3 separate regions of the Mus musculus genome follow, and all the other regions are linked to region 2. Evidence: chromatin contacts called from public promoter capture Hi-C data. All regions are on one chromosome and are shown on one strand. Each heading gives the region's core, a stretch centred on a gene start, on an enhancer-like site or on the middle of the called end of the contact. The rest is flanking DNA. Distances are from core to core; before and after follow the strand shown. Region 1 holds the start of Arhgap11a (Rho GTPase activating protein 11A). Region 2 holds the start of Lpcat4 (lysophosphatidylcholine acyltransferase 4). Region 3 holds the start of Fibin (fin bud initiation factor homolog (zebrafish)).

Region 1 (3,927 bases), core at 113-2,612, 1.6 Mb before region 2:
AGCAATAACTGATGCAGAGGCCATGGAGGAGTGCTACTTCCTGATTTACTCATTATAGCCTTCTCAAACTGATTTCTTACAAAACCGAAAACCACTTGCCCATGGATGGCACCACTCACAATGGGATGGGTCTTCCCCATCAATTACTTAGTAAGAAAATACCCTACAGCTGGAACGTGTGGCATTTTCCTCACTTGAGGTTCCCTCCCTTCAGATAATTTTAGCTTGTGTCAAGGTGACATAAAAACTATCCAGTGCATACATACATGGATGTAAATAGAAAGCACTATTTAATATTCAAAAGCTAACCTAAGCACCTTAAAAGGAATTCTTAGCCATCGAAGAACCAGAACAACGTGGCCTAGAGAAGGATATACACAACATAAGTTATTTTTATAGTTATGACTGAATGCATACACATTCTCTCTCTCTCTCTCTCTCTCTCTCTCTCTCTCTCTCTCTCATGTGTGTGTGTGTGTGAGAGAGAGAGAGAAAGAGAGAGAGAGAGAGAGAGAGAGAGAGAGAGAGAGAGAGAGAGAGAGAGAGAGTAGGATTACTGGTGTTTGGAAAAGGAAAGGCAGCTCTGGGAAACAAGAGGAGAAGGTGATGTCATGCATTTAAATCAGACAGCTGAGGTTTCAGTAATGGCAATGGCAAACAGGACTTCTGGTCCTTTAACCAAGTCCCACAGAGGTAAACTATTGCTGCAGCTGCCTCCTACAGCTCCGTATTCCTCCACTACTCTCTCGTGACAAGTCATCTTTGTTGTGCTTAATTACCTTAATTACCTTATGTAAGAAAATTTAATAATACCACCAGTCTCCCAAAGAAGGACCAATGGCTCACAGTTCCAATTCCCTTCTAAGACCTTGGGTCCGGGTCTCAAAAACAAAACAAAACAAACAACAACAACAACAACAACAAACGGCGTTTGTGATTCATAACTAAACTTGACTCCTCCCGCCTTCCGTAGAATCGGTTTTCCCTATGACGGGACCTTTAGCTTTAGTGGAGAAATGAAAGGGCGGAAGTGGGGGGAGGTTATGAGCTGTCTATTCGGATCTCCGAAGTATATTGTCCGAAGAGCAAAGCAAACATATTTGAACACGTTTTTGACATTTTTCTTCCAAAGAAATAGGCAAAGAGAAAGAGGAACTCACTCTCTTCACATTTCTTAACCCTGATCTCAACGCTCGCTGTGCTTTCGGCTTTGCCGGAACCTTTTAGACAGGCAGCTCCTGGCCACCCCAAAGGGTCCTCATTTTGAAAACAGGAGCGGGCCAATCGGATGCGGAGCGCTGTTTGGCGCTGGCATTTGAGCCACTGCTCAGGTGCGGTCGCGTCGGGTCTGATGTGTGCCGAGAAGGTGGGGCGCTGGCGGAGCCGAGTCACTAAGCTTTAGCGGGCCGGGGCCACAGGCAAGGCTGATGGGCTAGGGGAAAGGCTGCGTGTGAGACGGGGTGACGGCGGGGACCAGCCCGGGCAGGGACCGGGACTGGGGATCCCTGAGCAGCCGGCTGGCCCGGCTGGAGGGAGTAGCTTAAGGTTGCATTTCCATCTCAAGAAATCAGAGCGGGGAAGGCCACCCTGCGGGGAAGAGGATAAGTGGAAGTGTCCGGAAGCGAGAAACTAGCTGCAGGCGTTAGTCTGGGGAAACGGAAGAGTCAGAAAAAAGGGAAGTTTGTGGAAGTAACTGACAGGGCTGAGCGACCCGGAAAGAAGGCTGGTGGAAGTGAAACAAGAGTGAAGAGAGGCGCGAGAGAAGAAGGTCTGTGTAAGTGGATCGAGGGAAAGTGGAGGAAGAGTGCCAGAGGTGGCTGGAAGGCAGCGGAGCAGAGCGAGCCTGAGGGCGTTTGGCAAGTGGAAGAGTTGGTTGGTGGCAAAGAAAGTCAGGACCCGGAGTCGGCCTCGGAGAGTAGGCGACGTGTTCGGGATGTGGGATCAGAGACTGGTCAGATTGGCCCTGCTGCAGCAGCTTCGAGCTGTCTATGGCATTAAGGTCAAGGGTGGCCGCGGTCAGTGCGATCGCAGGAGACATGAAACTGCAGCTACGGAAATAAAGGTAAGTTACAACGTGTTGGGACAAGGGCATACCCATTTTATTCTGGATAAGAAAGACACGTGGTTAGAATGCAGTCTCGGTGGTGATGATCAGACGTGCCTCCCTATGTTGCCGTGGGTTTTTGTTTTGTTTTACAGTGCTAGGAATAGGATACCAGGCTCCCTACTTAAATACTGTGCCACCGATCTGGTAATCTGTCGTGTTTTAAACAAGCAGTATGTGGGGGAGGGGAACACACTATCCTGTCAGGCTGGGGTGGGCAGTCAGAACATTTCAAACGAATCATTAGGGAGACAGTCAGGCCAAGTTTAGAAATAGGCTTCATAGGATCCTTCTGTATCCAGCAATTTACGAAGAGGCCTGCTGCCCGACATTTTCGCAGTTTCTGATCTCTTTAGCAGAGTAGACATTACCCACCCAACATCAACATTTGTCCTTGACAAAACAAAGCTGTTTTTTTAACAAGCAAATTGAGAAACCAGAGTTGGTTGAAGTTTTTTGTTTTGTGTTGTTTTAATCACTCACTTTTGCTAAAGTCTCAGGATCCTCACCTCCACCCCCTGCTCCCCAGTTACTTTTGTGTGTGTGCACTGTTGGACCCATGCCATGCTATGCCATGCCATGCCATGCATCTGTGGTCAGAAGGACAACTTGCATGAATTCTCTCCTGTTTGTGGACCTTGGAGATCAAACTCAGGTTGTCAGGCTTAGCAACAAACGCTTCACTCGTCTAACTGTCACTGGCCCAATAAGCTGTTTTTTTGATTTAGTGGTAGAGGTCAAGAGATTTGGGTTGAGATCTTATCTCTAAGACTTTGTGAAAAACTGAATAAGTCATTTTAAAGTAAGTAGGAGCTGGGTGGTAGCACACTCCTTTAATCCCAGCACTTGGGAGGGCAAAAGCCAGCCTGGTCTAGGGAGTGAGTACCAGGCCAAGGCTATACAGAGAAATCCTGTCTCAAACAAAACAAAACAAAGGTATGTGAGTAATTTATTACTAGCACTTTGTAGTATTTGAAGACAAAAAGTTTCCATAATTTTGTATTATGTATTCAGGCTGGCCTTGAACTCACTAACTGATGCTGGCTAAAGCTCTTGATCCTCCAATTTCCCCCTCTCTGGTATTGTGATTAGAAAGGTGTATCACCACACTGACTTAATGTTTGTTTATGGTTAAAAATTACGGTGGATACTTCTGTTGGTAAAACTGGCTTTCCACAACCTTAAAAATGGGTATTTGCTGTTTTTCTTTCATTCCTTAACAAACAAATCCCGACCCTTGCCTTTAGAGACAGGCAGGAGTTTGACTTGCGCTTTGCAGTTAACTGAATGTGGACTGCTTGTTTATGCTCACTAAGCTCCCATCTCTGTTCTATAAAGTGGTAATTCCTGGTAAGTTCTGTAGGTAAGCCTGACACAGTACCTTTCACTTGCCTCCTTTCCAACTATGATAGTTACCCATGTCCTAATTAACAGTTGTATGGTATAAACTCATCTGTGAATGCTAGTGACAATCTAATGAGATGCAAATTTCCTATAACACAGTGACATAAGATCCAGGCTCAGATATAAGAGACAGAGAATGTTAAATGGCTTGATTAAGATTGCACAGCTAAAAGTTAGACAAAGCTAGCATTTGAAAGCTGGCAGTCTTGCCCGTGGGAGCTAATTTTTAATTGTTCTTGACTTGGTGATCATTTTGCTTAGAATATTTGTCAAACAAGCCAAGCGCTAGAGACAGGACAGTAAAATTTCATTTCTGGGTTGAATCAGCAATGCCTCATGGTGCTCTCCAGCAGAAGGACCTGAGTAGCAAGCAATCTGGAGAGCTGGTGCATCTCAACTAAACCAGCAGGAGTTAGGTG
Region 2 (3,713 bases), core at 1,024-3,523:
CGAGACACAACCTTGGGCAGGTCACAGGGTAGCAGGACAATTGGGTCAAAGAAAGTTGAGTGGGGGGCAGCAACCAGGACAGGGGCTTCGAGGCGAGAGGCCCTTTGACCCCGAACACGGATCCGAAGGAAGCCAAGCAGGAAAAATAGCAGGCGGCTCAGACCAAGAACCCCGTTGTGGCATACAGTCCTGCCGAGGTAAGGCTGGGAGTCAGCGGGAGAGGGAGTTGTGACTCTTAATCAACCCTGTCCCCCAACCAGGCTCCTGGGAAAGCAGGACACCCCTCTTTCCCCCTCAAAACACGCTGGTCGTCGAGCTGAAGTACTTTGGACATGTCACTTAGAAGTCAGGTCCTAAGGACCACATCTGGGCTTGGCTGTTAGCTCATGTGACAAGCTCCAGATGCTGGTGTGTGTGTGTGTGTGTGTGTGTGTGTGTGTGTGTGTGTGTGTGTGTGTTGGGGATGAAGCAGAGCATCGAAACCGGTGAGAAATGGTCTTTGGAGTTGGGTCCCACTTACTTCCTCCATCCTGTAATTGGTTCCTGAAGCTGCTCTTCAGTGAGACCTGCTACTTGGAGCCACGCGAAGGGCCAGAGGAGAAAGAGGACAATAAAAGCTAGAAGTACTCGGATTGGGGCCAGCAGTACCCCCAGGAGGCAGAACTGCAGAAGGGCAGGAGAAAATGTCCCTTAGGCCCGGGAAAGGCTCATTTCACAGCTACCGACTCCTATAAGGACTGACCCAGGGGCAACTAGTTAACACCTTGTAGGTGATAGGGGAGAGGCACAGGGGGTCCACATGGGATGAAAATGCTAGTGAGGCCGGGAGGACAAGGGATCAATACCATTAGGTGCCTTGTTTTCTTACTCTCAGGTGACCCCCTCCCCCTACAAAGGTTACTGTCATAACGCATCTGATACTTGGAATGGATGTTAGGATTTAATGGACTGGGAGTGGGTGGCCCAAGCATTTAATCCCAGCACTCAGGAGGTAGAGTCTGGTGGATCTCTGTGAGTTCCAGGCCAGTCTTCTCTACAGAACAAGTTCTAGGACAGCCAGGGCTACACAGGGCAATACCTCCCCACCCCCAAAAGAAAAAAAGAAAAGAGGATTTAATGAGAAAATGCAGGGAAGGTGTCCAGCACTGTGTTTGATGTAGGTTAGAGACAGTTCTTCCCAACATCCCATCCCATTCCATAAATAGCTCCTATGTCAAACAAACCCTGTGCAGGGCTTTCAACACTTTGGGCCCAAGGAGCAGATGGCTGGAAACACAGAGATCCACTTTTCAAACCTCGGGTCAATCAATCCCTAGCCTAGTACTGCAGAACAGCAATCCTTCGGTAACACTCAGCCCTATTCCGCAAGGTAAGGGTTGCCAAGTGCCAGGGTGACTCCAGAGGCTTCCTTAGGATTGAGCAGGTAAATAAACCTAGCCCCCGGGGGCCGACCTCACGGGAGGTGATCACAACAGAAACCTTGGACACTTCCTCCCCACACCACCTCCTGGCTACCCTAGGGTGGTGCGTCCCTCTACTTCCTGTAGCTAACCCACCTCCCAGCCTCCCTGCCCCCACCAGTAGGTGCTGCAGTGACACGGGGGGGGGGGGGTGGTGGTGGCGGAAAGAGGAGGTGTTGGAAGGGCACAAGGACGCAGTCTCTGGGTCCAAACCGTTTAAGTCGAAGCCCCGATCGCTGAGCACGCCCCTGCCCCCACCCTGGGCTTTCCGTAGCCTTCAGCTCCATCCTAGCCCGTCAACCTCCGTAGGATGTAATCCGCATTCCCCAGTGCCCTCCATCTCTCCTATCCTTGGGTCTCCTTCAGTGCTCCCTCTCCCACTCATTTCTTCCTCACTTGTGAGCTCGTCTATCGCCTAAGCTGGAGTCCTCACCAAGGCTCCTCGCCTACCCACCCCCAGCCGCCCCCACGTGCGCGCCCCCTAACTCCCTCCCCACAAGCTTCTCATCCACCTCCTCTGGCACCCCCTTGCCCATCTCATCACTGGGTCTCTCCATTCCAACCAGTCTTCCACACGTCCCCTGCCCACACCTTACCTTAACCCTCTGGAGGCCGGAGAGGTGTAACTCATGCACGAACGGGTTTGGGGACGCAGAGGACCCAGAGGTGGGATCCAGGGGGGCCCAGGCCCCAGGACTTCCCTGGCTCATGGTGGGAGAAGGTCGAGCGAGGGCCGCGACCCCCCGCTCCCGGCCCGGGCCCCGCTCCCGGTCCGGCTCTGCAGAGCAGCGCGGCTCGTGCGGCACTGGCAGCGGCGGCGCTCTGGTCCCAGCCCCGCCTGGTGCCGGCCGAGGGGCGGAGAGCGGCGGCGCCGCCCGGGCCGCTCGCGTTGTCAGGGCGCCGGCCGCGGGGCGGGGCTTGCGGCTCTCCGGCGTCCCCGTTCAGCCGCGTTCTCCGCGGCCCCTCGCGCCATTCGGAGCGTGGCGCCCCGAGGACCTGGCTGCCCCTTTCCCAGGGTCTCCGGCTGGAAGCGGGGCAGAGAGGTGGGCGCGTAGGGGAGCGCCCTGGTCACTTTCCGGATGCTGTGGCCACCCTGCGAGCGCAGACGGGGTGGAGCCCTGTGTCAGGGCAGGTTGCCGAGGCCGGCAGCTGCGGAAGGAGGCTGGGCGCCCCTGGTCCCGCCGCTCCTCGGCCCCACTTTCCCCATCTCCGGGGCGGACCACCGCTTTCCTTCCCGGTCGGCGTGCCGCCATAATGGAGCCCGCGCCCTCTCGCGGCCGTACTGCGCGTCGCAGCTCTTGGCGTCCGAGCGTGCCGGGCTGCGTGGACCACCGTCACCCGCGCGCTTGCATCCCTCGATTCTTAGCGGGTGTACGTCCCCCAGTACGGCAAAGCCCGGCTCGGGAGAGGTAGCAATCTTAGCTTCTCTACTGGTCTCCCTGTGGAATATGGAGGTCACCTAAGTTCCTGTCACCTGCAAAACCCTAATGCTCTAAAAACACACTGTACTACAGCCTAACTGATGGGGCACTGGGGAATTGAGTGGACTTTGAAACCCATAGCTGCTAACACTATCAAATATGTAGTGCACAGGGAAGGAGGTAAGAGTCGTTATTTATGAAAATAAGCTGAGTTCAATTCACCTTGTCTTCCTTCTCTTACTGAAAGGTAAAAACTGAATGGGTGTTGAAGCAAGAAAACGAGGGAAAGAGCTAAGGATGTTTGCCCCCCCCCCCCATACCCTCCCCTCTCTCTTTTATTTTGTTTTTCGAGACAAATTGAGTTGTTCGTTAACTTGGGATATTTTCGGAGCCCAGGATGAAAGTGACGAGGACGTGTAGGTCATAGGACAACTTGCAGGGATGTTCTCTTTTTCTACTTTCTGGGTCTCAAGAATCGAACTCAGGTCATCAGATTTGTTGGCAGTGGCAAACAACTCTATGGGACACTCTATGGGACGGGTCATCCTACAAATCTGATTTGAGAATTTTAAGAAATAAAATCCAGGAGATAGGAGCGGGAGAAAGAGGACATTGCGGGGGGTGGGGGTGGGGTGGGGTGGGGTGGGGTTAGGTAGGGAGCCAGAAGACACTTCTGTCTAGATTCTGCCTCAGCTTCCTACAACTTTATCACTTACACCATTGATTGTATCCACAAGAAAAGGAGCAGCTGGCAGGGTCAGGGGAATAAAAGTAATGCACACTAGTTGAGATTTACATCTGCGACATCTGAAAGTTTGTATGTGGCTCCCCT
Region 3 (3,648 bases), core at 754-3,253, 1.9 Mb after region 2:
ATTATTCAATATACAACATATGTTTATTTACTTTTACTTCAATTCGCCCTGCACTTCCCAGATTGAAAGCTCTAGGAAAGCCATGGTTTGTTTCTAGTTATGTTCATTGTTGTATTCTCAATACCAGAAACGGAACTTGATGAATAATAAATGTTCAATAAATATTTGATTAAATGGATGGCCTATCAAATGGCCATTTATGACAATCAATTCATAAATTAAAACCTAAAAATGGCCTCTTTTGGGAAAAAGAGGGCTTGGGGGGTTTTATTTGTTTTTAAATTTAGTGCTCTTTTTCCTGTTTCATATTTCTAGGCACAAGAACGGCTCTTAGGATACCACATGGAAGCTGAAATCACAAGTCTTAAGGGGTCTTGACGTCCATCAGGATCCTTCAGAGGAGAGCTGCACCCAGGTCAGCACTGACGCTCATCTGGCAACAGCAGCTCTATTACCTAGAATTCAGAACAACAGAAACATCGCTGTTGTTTCCAAAAACAGGGCTGATGGACCACATGGCAGCCACTGTGTCCAGGGTGGCTGTAAGCTCCCGTGTGGGGCATGTATTGTGTTACTCCATCATTGGATCTTTAGTGACTATGGTAGCTCCTAGCCTATAAAACCTTGGCATCACTTACCAGAAGCCTAGAGAAACTCGGCAAGCTCAGCAGCAATCTGGGGGCCCTTGCTCTTAAGGTACAAAACAGTTTGGGAAATATGCCCAGAATCTAGGAGATAAACTCTATAAAGGTTTCCATGTGCTGCTGATACAGTATAGACTTAGAAATGGGTTAGTTCAATCAAGAAGTACAAGTTGAAGAAATTAGCTGGGATGGACAAGTTATATGAATATATAAACAGGAAAAGCATTGGCAGAGAATGTGTACTGCCTGAATCCACAACTTAAACACTAGCAGGAGCTTCGTTGCTTTGGAATAGCTATGGAACATGGTGTTCTGAGGACATGTGTATTTATGGAGAGGCTATGGAACTGGCAGCTGGACTCGTGTTTGGGTGGCTTTTTTAAACCAGCTGTGGTAATGTCACTATTTGTGAATTAATTAAAATAAAAATATTTTCTTTCAAAGCAGTACGGTTTTTTTAACTTAAATTTAAATCTTTGTACCTTAATGGTTGAATACAATCTATGAGATCGTGTCAATTTGCTTAACGTTCTAACTGTAGATAAATATTCCAACCTCATAAGTAACTGACAGGAGACCCCAGCAGTCAAATACTACACAAAAGACTCAGTAAGGCTCACTGGAACGTTATCTAATAGATTACACAGAGGTCCCAGTTGTCCTCTTATTGATTAAACTGGAAACTTTTATTTTTATTTTTATTAGTAACTATGCACTATGAATATAAAAAATCGGTTATCTATATTCATTTTGTTTCAAAAGTATTGATTTTAATAACCTTTAAACCATTTCCAAACAAAACTATTTCCAATACTTCAAATTTTTTATTTAAAAAATAACGTTTTGAAAATGAGTAAAAAAAAATACATTTCTCATCTGGTATTTAAATGTCTGAAATGCCATTTCTCTGAAGCAATCACCTCTTTCCTAAATATGCTAATAGCAGCTGGATTTTATGTTTATAATTATCCTCTACTATCCCCATTCAAGATACGTCTTATTGTACAGGGTCTCCTTTTTCAAGATTGAAAAAAGGAGACCCTGTACCTTTAATAAAGGAACTGGTGAAAGCTTTCTTTCCAAATTTGTTCCTTGGCTTCCAAGTGACGAAACTAGCTGTAATTTGAGAGTCCTGCAATCCTCAGGATATCTTTAGCCAAGGGGAAAGAAAACGCTGCATTCCCACCCAGTCCAGGGGTTGAAACAGTGTCAGAACAGCTTCCCTTAGCTACTAGCTCCGTCTCCCTGGAGCCAGAGGGAACTCCGAAGGTGACCGCAAAGCCAGCGCCTGGAGCAGCAGGTCCCCAGTCGGTGGGTCGGGCTATCCTGCTAAAACAGCAAAGGTCCAGCCTCTCAGTAGAGAGAGGATCAGGGACGCTGAGGAGCGTGGTGCACACCGCTGCTGCGTAGAGCCACATGAAGCCTGTGGAGGAACCAGGATCAGAGAGCGGCAAGCGAGCTGCGCCTGAGGAGGGCGCCTTCTCCCGAAGCCGCTGACACCCGGGGGAACCTTTTTCCTTGTTCCTGGACTAAAACGCTTCTCCCGAATATCCAGAATGGTGTTCCCGAAGTTGATCTGGATGGGTTTCTTTTGCCACCTGTGTCGAGGCTACTTTGATGGCCCCCTGTACCCAGAAATGTCTAATGGGACTTTGCATCATTACTTCGTGCCTGATGGAGACTATGAGGAGAATGATGACCCCGAGAAATGCCAGCTGCTCTTCAGGGTGAGTGATCGCAGGCGCTGCTCCCAGGGGGAAGGGGGCCAAGCCAGTAGCTTGCTGAGCCTCACTCTTCGAGAGGAGTTCACAGTACTGGGCCGCCAGGTGGAGGATGCTGGACGCGTCCTGGAGGGCATCAGCAAGAGCATCTCCTACGACCTGGATGGGGAAGAGAGCTATGGCAAGTACCTGAGGCGGGAGTCCCACCAGATCGGGGATGCCTACTCCAACTCTGACAAGTCCCTCACTGAGCTGGAAAGCAAGTTCAAGCAGGGCCAAGAGCAGGATAGCCGGCAGGAAAGCAGACTCAATGAGGACTTCCTGGGGATGCTGGTCCACACCAGGTCCTTGCTGAAGGAGACACTGGACATCTCTGTGGGGCTCAGAGACAAATACGAGCTGCTGGCACATACCATCAGGAGCCATGGGACCCGCTTAGGTCGACTGAAAAGCGACTATCTGGAGGGTGGGGCACAGAAGACAGGCTAATATTTCCATTGTAACTGCTTCATTTTATCCAAATTTGCACTTTCAGAACACGTCTGAAGTCATCTTTCGAAAAGAAAGAAAAATTTTAATAAGTTGAGTTATTCTGATTTTAGTTTGGTTTTGTGCATTATTTATGTTATTATTAAGGATTTTTCACTTGCAAAAAAAAGCAATTTTAAACTAACCCCTGGGTTATTTCCTAAAGGGTTTTATTGCTCTAACAGAATCTCTTCTTTCGACTCCATCTAAAGGATGCATTTGTGTGGAAAGACTGATTAAACTTCCACATCCTGGCGGGGGACGAGGTGCGTGGCTCCTTTGCATCAGCAGGCTTCTCTTTGGTCTCTGAAGGCTGAGATGCCTGATTTTCAGATGAGGTCCCAGGTGTGTGGCATGCCTGCCAGACAAGGAAGTTCATTGATTCTCCTTTCGCTCTTATTTATTTACCATGTTCTTAGTTGTTTCTGTTTTGTTGTAAGAGTGTTATTGAGAATTTGCATGCAAATCACCACCAGTAAGATGTTCAAAGTTCCATTGTGGGTTTGTGTAAGTTGAAGATGCAACATTTAAGATAGCAAAACTTTAGGGTGGTTGCCCACTCATGATGTGTCTTTCACTTCACCATCAAAGAAACAGATTGCTTAACACTCAAGTGTCTATGATTTAAGTTGTCAGCATGTTTTTTTCTTCTTGGACTCAGATAGCATTGCTTCCTTTTGTTTATTGAAAACTTATATTTCCAGAGGGAGGGTCTAACTATAGAAATCCCTTATGTACATTTTATTACTCAGCCA

The links. Promoter capture Hi-C pulls out the DNA fragments that hold promoters and counts their contacts. Capture Hi-C pulls out chosen DNA fragments and counts their contacts.
Region 1: a contact with region 2 is called in a promoter capture Hi-C map of liver, with 2.8 times the contacts expected there. The contact joins the promoter of Arhgap11a here to the promoter of Lpcat4 in region 2. A contact is called at or near these places in 5 of 39 promoter capture datasets (the 3T3-L1 cell line, the C10 cell line, liver and 1 more), 3 of 115 datasets of contacts at active chromatin or transcription factors (double positive thymocytes, large pre-B cells and pancreatic cancer cells) and 2 of 9 other capture datasets (adipose tissue and liver).
Region 3: a contact with region 2 is called in a promoter capture Hi-C map of cranial neural crest. The contact joins the promoter of Fibin here to the promoter of Lpcat4 in region 2. A contact is called at or near these places in 3 of 39 promoter capture datasets (cranial neural crest, hippocampal neurons and maxillary cranial neural crest).

The regions. Positions count from the first base shown.
Region 1 is chr2:113,846,096-113,850,022 of GRCm38.p6, reverse strand. It overlaps Arhgap11a (Rho GTPase activating protein 11A), which reads left to right and starts at 1,362. Exons shown (of 12, transcript NM_181416.3): 1 at 1,362-2,062. The coding sequence starts at 1,934.
Region 2 is chr2:112,238,401-112,242,113 of GRCm38.p6, reverse strand. It overlaps Lpcat4 (lysophosphatidylcholine acyltransferase 4), which reads right to left and starts at 2,273. Exons shown (of 14, transcript NM_207206.2): 1 at 2,057-2,273; 2 at 521-663; 3 at 1-189. The coding sequence starts at 2,170. Gm52523 reads left to right here and starts at 2,051. Exons shown (of 2, transcript XM_030252294.1): 1 at 2,051-2,869. The coding sequence starts at 2,169.
Region 3 is chr2:110,361,348-110,364,995 of GRCm38.p6, reverse strand. It overlaps Fibin (fin bud initiation factor homolog (zebrafish)), which reads left to right and starts at 2,003. Exons shown (of 1, transcript NM_026271.1): 1 at 2,003-3,648. The coding sequence starts at 2,201. The coding sequence ends at 2,854. All of the region lies in intron 2 of Gm30319 (a long non-coding RNA gene), which reads right to left.